Linked DNA regions of Mus musculus: all the other regions are linked to region 3. Evidence: chromatin contacts called from public HiChIP or PLAC-seq data. All regions are on one chromosome and are shown on one strand. The core of a region is the stretch at or near the end of the contact, and the rest is flanking DNA. Distances in the headings are between cores, read along the strand shown.

Region 1 (2,783 bases), core at 100-2,599, 150 kb before region 3:
CCTGTCCACCTCAGCCATTGTGTCCCTTTCCAACAGGGAGGCAGATATTAAAGTTAAAGTTTTCCCCAGCCCAATCAAAGCCCTCAGCCATCCCAAGTGTGCTCTGTGGTGTGTGCTTTGGAAAAGACTAGCCCCTCCTCTGAGCAGGGTCTCTGGAGAGGACCACAGCCCTGGACTTGCTTTCCTTACTGTGAGGGGAAGTTGGTGCTGTTTGCATAGGAAAACTTCCCAGAGGCGTTGAACTCATTCCGAGCCTGCTCCACTTCCCCACTCAACGGACACAGGGAAGCTGGTTGGAAGTGGACCCAGATCAGCAGGCAAGGCTTCAGCCGGTTCCCGCCTGAAACAAGTAGTTAGAACTAATACCAATGGCGTTGGGCCCTAGCTTAGCAAAGCGCAGCAAGGATTGTTTTTCCCAAATCCTGGGGGAAACAAGGAGACCCACACTTTTACAAGCTCCCAACACTGTGAGTGTTAGAATCTGTAACAACTGGGGTTCAAAAGCGCAAGAATTCGTTTCTGAAGCTGCCTAGTTACACCCTGATTCTGGTGGGTCAGAAGTCTCCCCCGGGTGCGTGCCCTGCAGGCGGGACCGCTGCAGCCGGAGGCCACCCCAGGACAGAGGGAGGCAGAGTAGGCCTCAGGGGCTCAGTTGGGGGTGCAGGCAGCTGCGCCCAGGCAGAAGGGCAGACGCGCGCCACGGTGGCCCGGATCGCTCTGCCGGGACCGACGACCGAGCCTCCCCCTCCCGGCCAAGGCAGGACTCGGCCCGCCGGTCCTCGGGGAGGGGCGGGAAGGCAGCTGGACCCGGCGGCGATTTATGGGCCTTTCAGGCGAGCAGGTGCCTCCTCGGGCCGCTCATTGTCTCACGGGCTTCACAATGGGGCTGCGGCAGCCGTAGAGCCTCCCCCGCCGTGCCTCGAGGCCTGCACGGGCACCACGCCGGACCGAGGCGGCGCAGGAGTCCCGGATCCGTTCATCCATCTTTCCATCATTGCAGCCATCTATCCGTCTTTCCATCCACGAATCCATCAGTCCTTCTTCCATCTGTCTACCCATCCATCCATGCCCCCCCCCCCCCATGCACCCATGCACGCATGCATCCCCGCACAGCGACCCTGCACTTCCAGCGTCCCAGCCTGCGTGCCGCCTGGCCCGGCTGGACAACGGGGACCCTGCGTCCCGACGGTACGCCCGCGGCTGCGGCGCCCGCTCCTCCTGCACCGTCGGGCACCCGGGTCTCCGCCGGGCTGGCACGGCCAGCGCCGCCGCGTCCGGGTCGAACACACAGGGGCCCATTCTTCTGGGCTCCGCGCAACCATATGTCAAATCCGCGTCGACGCAGCAGCCCCCCGCTCATTCAGGCGCAGAACGTCCCGCAACAGCGAACAATCGCAACTCTGTTCGTGTCTATTATGGATGCGAACCGGGCGAGAAAAAAAAAATCATTTAACGCCAAGAGATAGCCAGCTAATTACCAACCATATGTGAGCCCGGATTCAAAGCCACGCGGAGTTCATTCTGAGTCCCGGCGACTTTATTAGGTATAGAAGACAGATGTCCCGACAGCCCACGCATCACAGAAAACCGTGTCAGGGAGTTTTTGAAACGAGGGGAGAGATCTTTAAACATTAAAGGCCCAGCCTGCTGATGGACTGGGCCAGGGTCCTCTGGGACCAGGGCCCTGGGAGTAGGATTTGGCCACCAGCTGTGCCAAAGTCTTGCCTGGCTGGCCCAGGGGAGGGCCCCTCCTTCCCCTTCTCTGTAGACTCAGGTGATCCGGAGGCCCCTTAAGATTTATGGTATCTAAAGGACTTTGGGGCTATCCTCTCGGGAGCTTAGAGTTCCTTTCTCTTTCTTCAAGGGGGTTTTTAGTAGGGAGCTGTGTCGGTAGGGTCTGGTTAAACTACCTAGCCTGGGCCTGCCTAAGCCGTCACACAATAAGTTTTTGCTTGGAGTGGAAGGAATGAGTGGCTTGGTGAATGAATGAATGAGCCCGAATGTGGCAGCCTACTCAACTACGAACACCCCTGGAAATGGGGGTGGCAGAGTGGATACAATAGCAAGGAAAACACCCATGATTCCTTTCCCGAGAAAATAGTCTCTGGCCGCCAGACTGCTATGATGGAAAAGGAGAAGTGAGCAAGTGAGTTGAGAGAGTGGAGAGAGGAGAGAGGAGAGAAGAGAGAGGGGAGACAGAGACAGAAAGAGACAGACAGAGAGGCAGAGAAAGACAGACTCACACACAGAGAGACATACAGAGAAACAGAGAGATCTTCCTGTTTTCCATGCAATGTAATTACGTCCCAGCTTTCCCCCCTTGTTATTCTTTTAAGCCAAATGTCTGAATAAAAGGATTATGCCCCCCCACCTGCGGCTGACTGTGCCCCTGTGAACAGGCGGGGGCCTAGATTAACTGCGGCCCCTGCCTTCTGAATTTTTTTCTATGAAAATAAGTGAGGTCAGCTGCCACTCAATTGTCACAGAATATATATTTGAGAATTTAAATATTTGAATCAAAGGAAAAGACGGGGGCTTTACAATCTATGACCAACCCGACCAGCATGCTCCCCGAATCCCCGTACAAAGGAAACAGTTCACTCCAAATGAATTGTCTCCTCCAGGAAGATTCTGCAGAAGAGGCCGCCGGCTCTCTCCCTTTTGTTTCTGGTGCTTTTGTTTTGTGTTGTATTTTTCTTTCTTCTTTTTCTTCTTCCCCTCCTCATCCAATACAGGTGGATGTTTTCTGAAACCTGGGGACTGACTTTGGGCCAGAGGACATG
Region 2 (2,761 bases), core at 156-2,655, 130 kb before region 3:
TATCCACTGATTTAACTAGTTTTGCTTGAGCTCAGTTGGGGTTGGGAAATTCCTGGGCCAGCTGTTCCCTCTGTCCCATTCTTGTACCTGCCCATCACACTAGAAGTCCCAAGTGTGTGTGTGGTATGTATGTATGTATGTATGTATGTATGTATGCATGCATGCATGCATGTATGCATGTGTGTGTATATGTGTATGGGGGCTGCTAGATGCAGGGGAGGGAGGAATATTCAGGTAATCATAGCTGCTTAAATACCAGGAATAGTGGGTTGGCTATGTGGTGTTGTGGTGTTGAGTCAGGGTGGTCCTGGGAGGGACTACCCAGCTACCTTCCTGCCTTTGGGAGACTTGCTTGGCTCTGAGAAGGCAGGGCTAAGAGGTGGGGCTTGATGCTGAGGGGTGTGGCCAGAAAGGGGTGTGGCTGGATACTGGTGGACCAGGCAAGGGGTTTAGAGCTAGAAGATCAGGCAGGAGTGCAGGAGGGAGGAAGAACCAGCTTCACCCACCTAGGAGATTTCTCCAGCTGCCTTAAGTATATGGTTGTATCTTCTTCTTTGGCTTAGATGTCTCTTCTTAATCAGCCCTTTGTGATAGGACACTTTTACTGTCCTATGTCACAGACAGGGGGCGGGTAGCTGGTGAAAGATTATAGCTGGGTGGCAGGGGTCTCTCCCCTCTGTATGCAGGCTCAGAGGTGGGAGATGTTCAGATCTGGGCAGGGTCAAGCTCAGTGCTCCAGAACTACAGTCAGGGCAGAAAGGGAGCAAGGGAGGGCAGTGGCAGAGGCAGTCCCATGAAACTGGAGCCCTGCTGGTCTTCTAGCAAATGCTCCTAGCACCCACTGGACACCAGGGCCTCGATAAGGGGACAAAGGCACAGCTCTGGGGACAAATACTTATGGGTATTGTCAGCCCAGCCGCTAGAGAGCCAAGGAGAGGCCCACAAAGGGCCCGAAGAAAGGGCCTCGGGAGGGGCTGCAAATGGGCCTTCCCGCACATGCCACCGTTGCCCGGGCGACGGCCCTCTCATGGAGAGGTCTGCTGGGCCATTGTCCAGGGCCTGCAGGACGTGTCACACACCAGATGGTCGTGTGCTGTCTAGGTCACTTATAGGGGGACAGAGTGAAGGAATGTGGCCAGCTCGGCAGGCCGGGGCACCATCTGTTCCTTCAGACCATGGGCATCAGGCGGGCATTGAGCGTCCGGCCTGCCAGGCCCAGCCTTCTCCCCGGCTTTAATTAGGTAATTCCATAATTGGGCTTTATTTCAGGTAAATTGCATTTCACACCCGAGAGGGCTGCAATGGTCCTTGCGGGAGAACAGCACTTGGCCACTCTACACAGTCCATAACACGGCACCGAGGCCGGCAGGGAGCAGGGACCGTGTCTTACCCAGATGGATGGCCTTCAGCTCCCAGTGGGCTGTAGCCTGCCTGGGCAATACTGAGGGCCCTGGCTATAGCCAGCCACAGCCTGGGGCTTCCACAAATATTTACCCAACAAGGAAACAACAGCTTCTGCCTTCCAGCAATTGTTGCTGCAGAACCCCCCTTGAGGGGGGTTGAGGCCGGGAAGCCTGAGGCCTCAGCTGCCTTTCCACCCTTCCCTTCAAAAGCTGGCCAGTGCTTGTTAGACCCGACACTAAGACCTTGTGGAGGGAGCTGCTACCTAAGAAATTCAGGTAAGAGAGCCTTGGGGGGCTTTCCCCTCCTATAGGGGCCTCCAGCTGCACCCTCACACTTGGCTCTTTGATTCTACTGATTGCTACCTTCTGCCTCCAAAGACCAGGGCACCCCCATCCTTCCAATCACAGATGCCTCTGGCCCTGATGGCCAAGCATATAGGGTGGGCCTTGGAAGGAGGACAGAATGGGATCAGTAGAGACAGTGGACATTGGCTGGGGAAATCCCTGCTCACAGGGCTCTGTTTCCATTCTCAGTAGATGGATCACAAAGAGTAACAGCCACAGGGCTAGGTGATCAGGGCAGTATTCACTTAGAATAACCCTGCAGCCTAGAGGACTGACTGGACAGCCAGAGGAACATCATAATCCCAACAGGGAAACCGGGGCTTTGAAGGGAGCCCAAGAACCCCAGCACTTATTTGTATACTTCTATTTCAGAAGTGAAAGTCTTAGGGCCTTGGGAGCTGGCCCTGGAAAAGAAGCACTCTTGAATGTGTCACCAGTGAGAGCCATCTTGGCTGGAAAGGACAGATGAGAGTCCCGGGCACACGTCTGAGGGTGACTTCCTGTGCGTATATCAGTGTGTACCAGCCTAGTCAGATCCTGACCCAGGCTCAGCTACCTTTAGGGCTCAGGGTCTTCTGGGAATGTGGAGGTAATTACATCCTGTTCACACTGAGTAGGCAGGTATACTTGGAGTGGAAGCCCCAGGGATACCCCAAGCCCACTGGCTCAACCTTTCACACATATCATGGTTCCTCTGAGCCCTTGGGGCCTGAGCCTTTTCTGCATGGACCAACAAATCATTCTCACTCTGTGGCCACTGGGCACCTGGGTCCCAGGGAACTGCAGGATCCTGTTCACGAAAAGATTGAGACTGTCTGTGGGGATCAACAGGAGACAGGAAGGTAGAGTAGGGCAGAGGGTGGAAGGTGAGTGCTAAAGATCCCCCAGACTCTCTCAGAAGTAAGCATTGTGCCAAGATCAACCTGGGACGTCCCAACTTTATTTGGAAAAGTCTCTCAATCAAGATCATACTACGAAATTCATTAAAACACAAGAGTCTGAATCACCAGAAA
Region 3 (2,700 bases), core at 92-2,591:
CCAAAAGGAATTGGCAAAGCAGATGTGTGGCCTGGTAGGAGGTGGGGTACCAAGCTAGGAGTAGCTTCTGAGGGTAAAAAGGAACTGTCTGTTGCTAGAGGATGACACCAGTTTCTCTTTTCTCCAGCTAAATAACAACAGGAGAAAAAAAGAGAAAAAGAACAGAAAAGAAAAAGAAAAAGAAAAAAAACCCAAACCTAAAAACCGTGCCTTCCCCTCCTTCCCCCACATATACTCAGTCATCTTTGGCAAGAGAGCTTCCTGGCTGTTTTTGTAGACATATATTTTCAGCAAAAGCAGTTAAGATGTATGGCTTCCTTGCGTGCTTTAGATGACCACACCCTGGCCTGTTCACAGGACTGGCTCTCCCTCCCCTTCCCCTAAATCCTGTTTGAAGTCAATTCTGGGTAGGGGTGGTTTGGAGAATATACCCAGAGTTCCACATGCTAAAACTATAGTTTGCACAGAAATCTGCATTCCCCCCCCTCGCCCCAGGCTTGCTTATGAATCCTGGGCAAGTGGATTGTCCCCCAAATCTGGCATTTTGTCAAGTTTCTCCAGGCTTTAGGTCAATGCTAGATACAGGGTGGTGCGTAGACAGTGTTAGTCAAATAAATGCATGGATAAGTAAGTGGACAGAGTGGAAACGATCCTGAACACTCCAGTGACAGGGCCAGGAACCAAGAGAATCTGGAGGATGGGTCGAGTGGCTGGGGTCTAACCTCAGGACTATCATTACCTAGTTTTATAACATGGGCAGACCCAGGGCCCCCTCCTTTTCATAAGTAAGATAGCCCCAAGACTTTCCTTACTTGGTGATTAAAAAAAAAAAAACAAGCAGGGTGGCCTCCTTGTGTGCTTTAGATGACCACACCCTGGCCTGCACAGTAGGATTCCATGGGACAGCTGAGAGGGTGGATTGCTTTTTTGCATCCCAAGGTCAGGCCAGAGCCAGGGGCATACTCATCTTTGGCCATGAAACCGTTTAGGTACATTGGCTGCCTCAGGTATCTGCCCTGTACTGCATTGAGGTTGGTCTCACACTTATTCAGAGTTAAGAACCCCAGGTTCAGCTAGGAAGGGATGAGGAAGGTAGGCCTTAAGGGGTGGTGGACCCAGCAGGCTAGGTCGTACAATCCTGTACAAGCTCACCCAATCCAAATGCTGGAGACATCAGGCTGTTTCCTCTTGGCCAATAAAAATAGTCAGCACAGAGCTATCTGTATCCAGCCTATCATGAGGAAGAGCTCCCTAGTCATTATTCAGCATCTGTCCAATCAACAGTGTCGTGGCTGCCACGTCACCAAGGTCTTGGTAGGTGGCCTAGCCGTTGTCGCTAGGAGGAACAGTTGCCTCAGCACGTCTGCGCAGCTTTCCTTGCGGCGCCCCTCCGCGTGGTCTATGATGGTGCATTTTGGTCCAGTCAGGCCCGGTGTGGTCGGCCTCATTTTGGATTACTTCGGTGGGCTTCTCCTCGGCGTGGTTACGGTCTAGTACACCTTAGTGTGCTTTTCTCTGCATGGTCCTTCCCAGCGTGGCTCGTCTCAGCAGCGTGGTTTTCATCCGTGTGATCGTCCTCTGCATGGTTTTTCACGGTGAGGTCATATCAGCCAGCCACCAGCCTCAGCATATTTGTCCACAGTTCTTTTGGAGCTGCCTCTGCTCGGATCACTTGAGCACTACACCTCAGTCCCGACTAGCCATCCTCAGTGTGCTTTGCTCAACGCGATCCTCCTCAGTGTTTGTCCTGAGCCTAGACCTCCATGGTGAGGTCTTATCTTGTTTCGTCATGGTGGTCGGCGATATGGTCCGATCTGCCTCAGCAATTGGGTCACTTCCGTGTGGATCGTTTCAGCACGGATCACTCCAGCGCGGTCGGCTGCCTTGGCGCGATCCACTTGGCTTCTCAGCATTTTTTTTTAGCCTGCTGGGTTCTCTCAGTTTTTCTTCAACACGCTTCTTTTCCCTCTGTGTGATTCTACTTGGAGAGCTTTTCTGTTCAGCTTGGTTCCCAGCGCTTCTTTTTCTCGGCATGGTTCTCCTAGGTATGGTTTTTTTCTCAGCGCGGGTTTCTTCTCTGAGTCAGCACGGCACAAGTCGCAAGTCCGCGTGGCCGCGCTCATCATAGCCTCCCCCTCCTCGCGGCAAGCACTCACGGCCAGAAGCAGAGGTGATTCGTGCCGCGCTTTCGCGGCTGGGCTCCATCTTCGTTTTGCCGCAGTGGCTCCGTATTCGTTTTGCAGTTACGGCTCGGTCCTCGTTTCACGGCCGGTCCTCGTTTCACGGCCGTGGCTCAGTTCTCGTATTTTGCGTCCACGTCCCCATCTTTGTGGCCCAGGCTTACAGAAGCAGGGGTGGTCTTGAGGCCCTTTGAGCCCCGAGGTCGGTCGAGTCCCAAGGTGAGTGGCCTAGGACACCGGCTCAGGCCTTCGGATTCTAAACCCCGGGCCGAGTCAGAACGCACTGGAGCTGAAACCGAATCGGGTCTGGAGACCCCTGAGCTTTGTAGCCCGGTGTGGCCAGCACCAAGGTAGTGAGTGGAGTACGTGTTGTTATGTGGTAGCTGTTTTAATGCTGAGAGTGAGGGGCTCCGTTCGGAATGTTCGCGCATGGTGGGGGAAGGGTATCGTGGAACTGAGGCTGGGGAAGGCTGCTTATTCGGAGTTTTGAACCGAGTTGTGATCTAGCTCTTGGATCCGA

The links. HiChIP or PLAC-seq counts read pairs in DNA pulled down with a chosen protein or histone mark.
Region 1: an H3K27ac HiChIP or PLAC-seq map of stem cell-derived stembryo shows a contact between it and region 3, with 9 times the contacts expected there. The contact joins the enhancer-like site here to the promoter of Kcnq1ot1 in region 3. A contact is called at or near these places in 15 of 39 promoter capture datasets (the 3T3-L1 cell line, 3T3-L1-derived adipocytes, cranial neural crest and 9 more), 13 of 484 Hi-C or Micro-C datasets (cerebellar granule neurons, cerebellum, cerebral cortex and 6 more), 26 of 115 datasets of contacts at active chromatin or transcription factors (VIP interneurons, bone marrow-derived macrophages, cardiomyocytes and 15 more) and 1 of 9 other capture datasets (liver).
Region 2: an H3K4me3 HiChIP or PLAC-seq map of neural tube shows a contact between it and region 3, with 4 times the contacts expected there. The contact joins the enhancer-like site here to the promoter of Kcnq1ot1 in region 3. A contact is called at or near these places in 5 of 484 Hi-C or Micro-C datasets (embryonic stem cells, forebrain, liver and 1 more) and 15 of 115 datasets of contacts at active chromatin or transcription factors (VIP interneurons, bone marrow-derived macrophages, craniofacial prominence and 9 more).

What each region holds. Positions count from the first base shown.
Region 1 is chr7:143,443,912-143,446,694 of GRCm38.p6, reverse strand. No RefSeq gene overlaps it. Among named protein-coding and RNA genes, the nearest start is that of Cdkn1c, 16 kb to the left of the region's middle. Within about 2 kb of position 1,349, at least 39 of the 459 cell types and tissues checked have an H3K27ac peak or open chromatin away from gene starts, as enhancers often do. A contact at or near this core is called in VIP interneurons, cerebral cortex, embryonic forebrain and 5 more, where this site is marked.
Region 2 is chr7:143,426,950-143,429,710 of GRCm38.p6, reverse strand. It overlaps Kcnq1 (potassium voltage-gated channel, subfamily Q, member 1), which reads right to left. Exons shown (of 16, transcript NM_008434.2): 16 at 2,669-2,761. Among named protein-coding and RNA genes, the nearest start is that of Cdkn1c, 33 kb to the left of the region's middle. Within about 2 kb of position 1,405, at least 33 of the 459 cell types and tissues checked have an H3K27ac peak or open chromatin away from gene starts, as enhancers often do. A contact at or near this core is called in VIP interneurons and neural tube, where this site is marked.
Region 3 is chr7:143,295,188-143,297,887 of GRCm38.p6, reverse strand. Kcnq1ot1 (KCNQ1 overlapping transcript 1) reads left to right here and starts at 1,341. Exons shown (of 1, transcript NR_001461.5): 1 at 1,341-2,700. The region is part of intron 11 of Kcnq1 (potassium voltage-gated channel, subfamily Q, member 1); the gene reads right to left.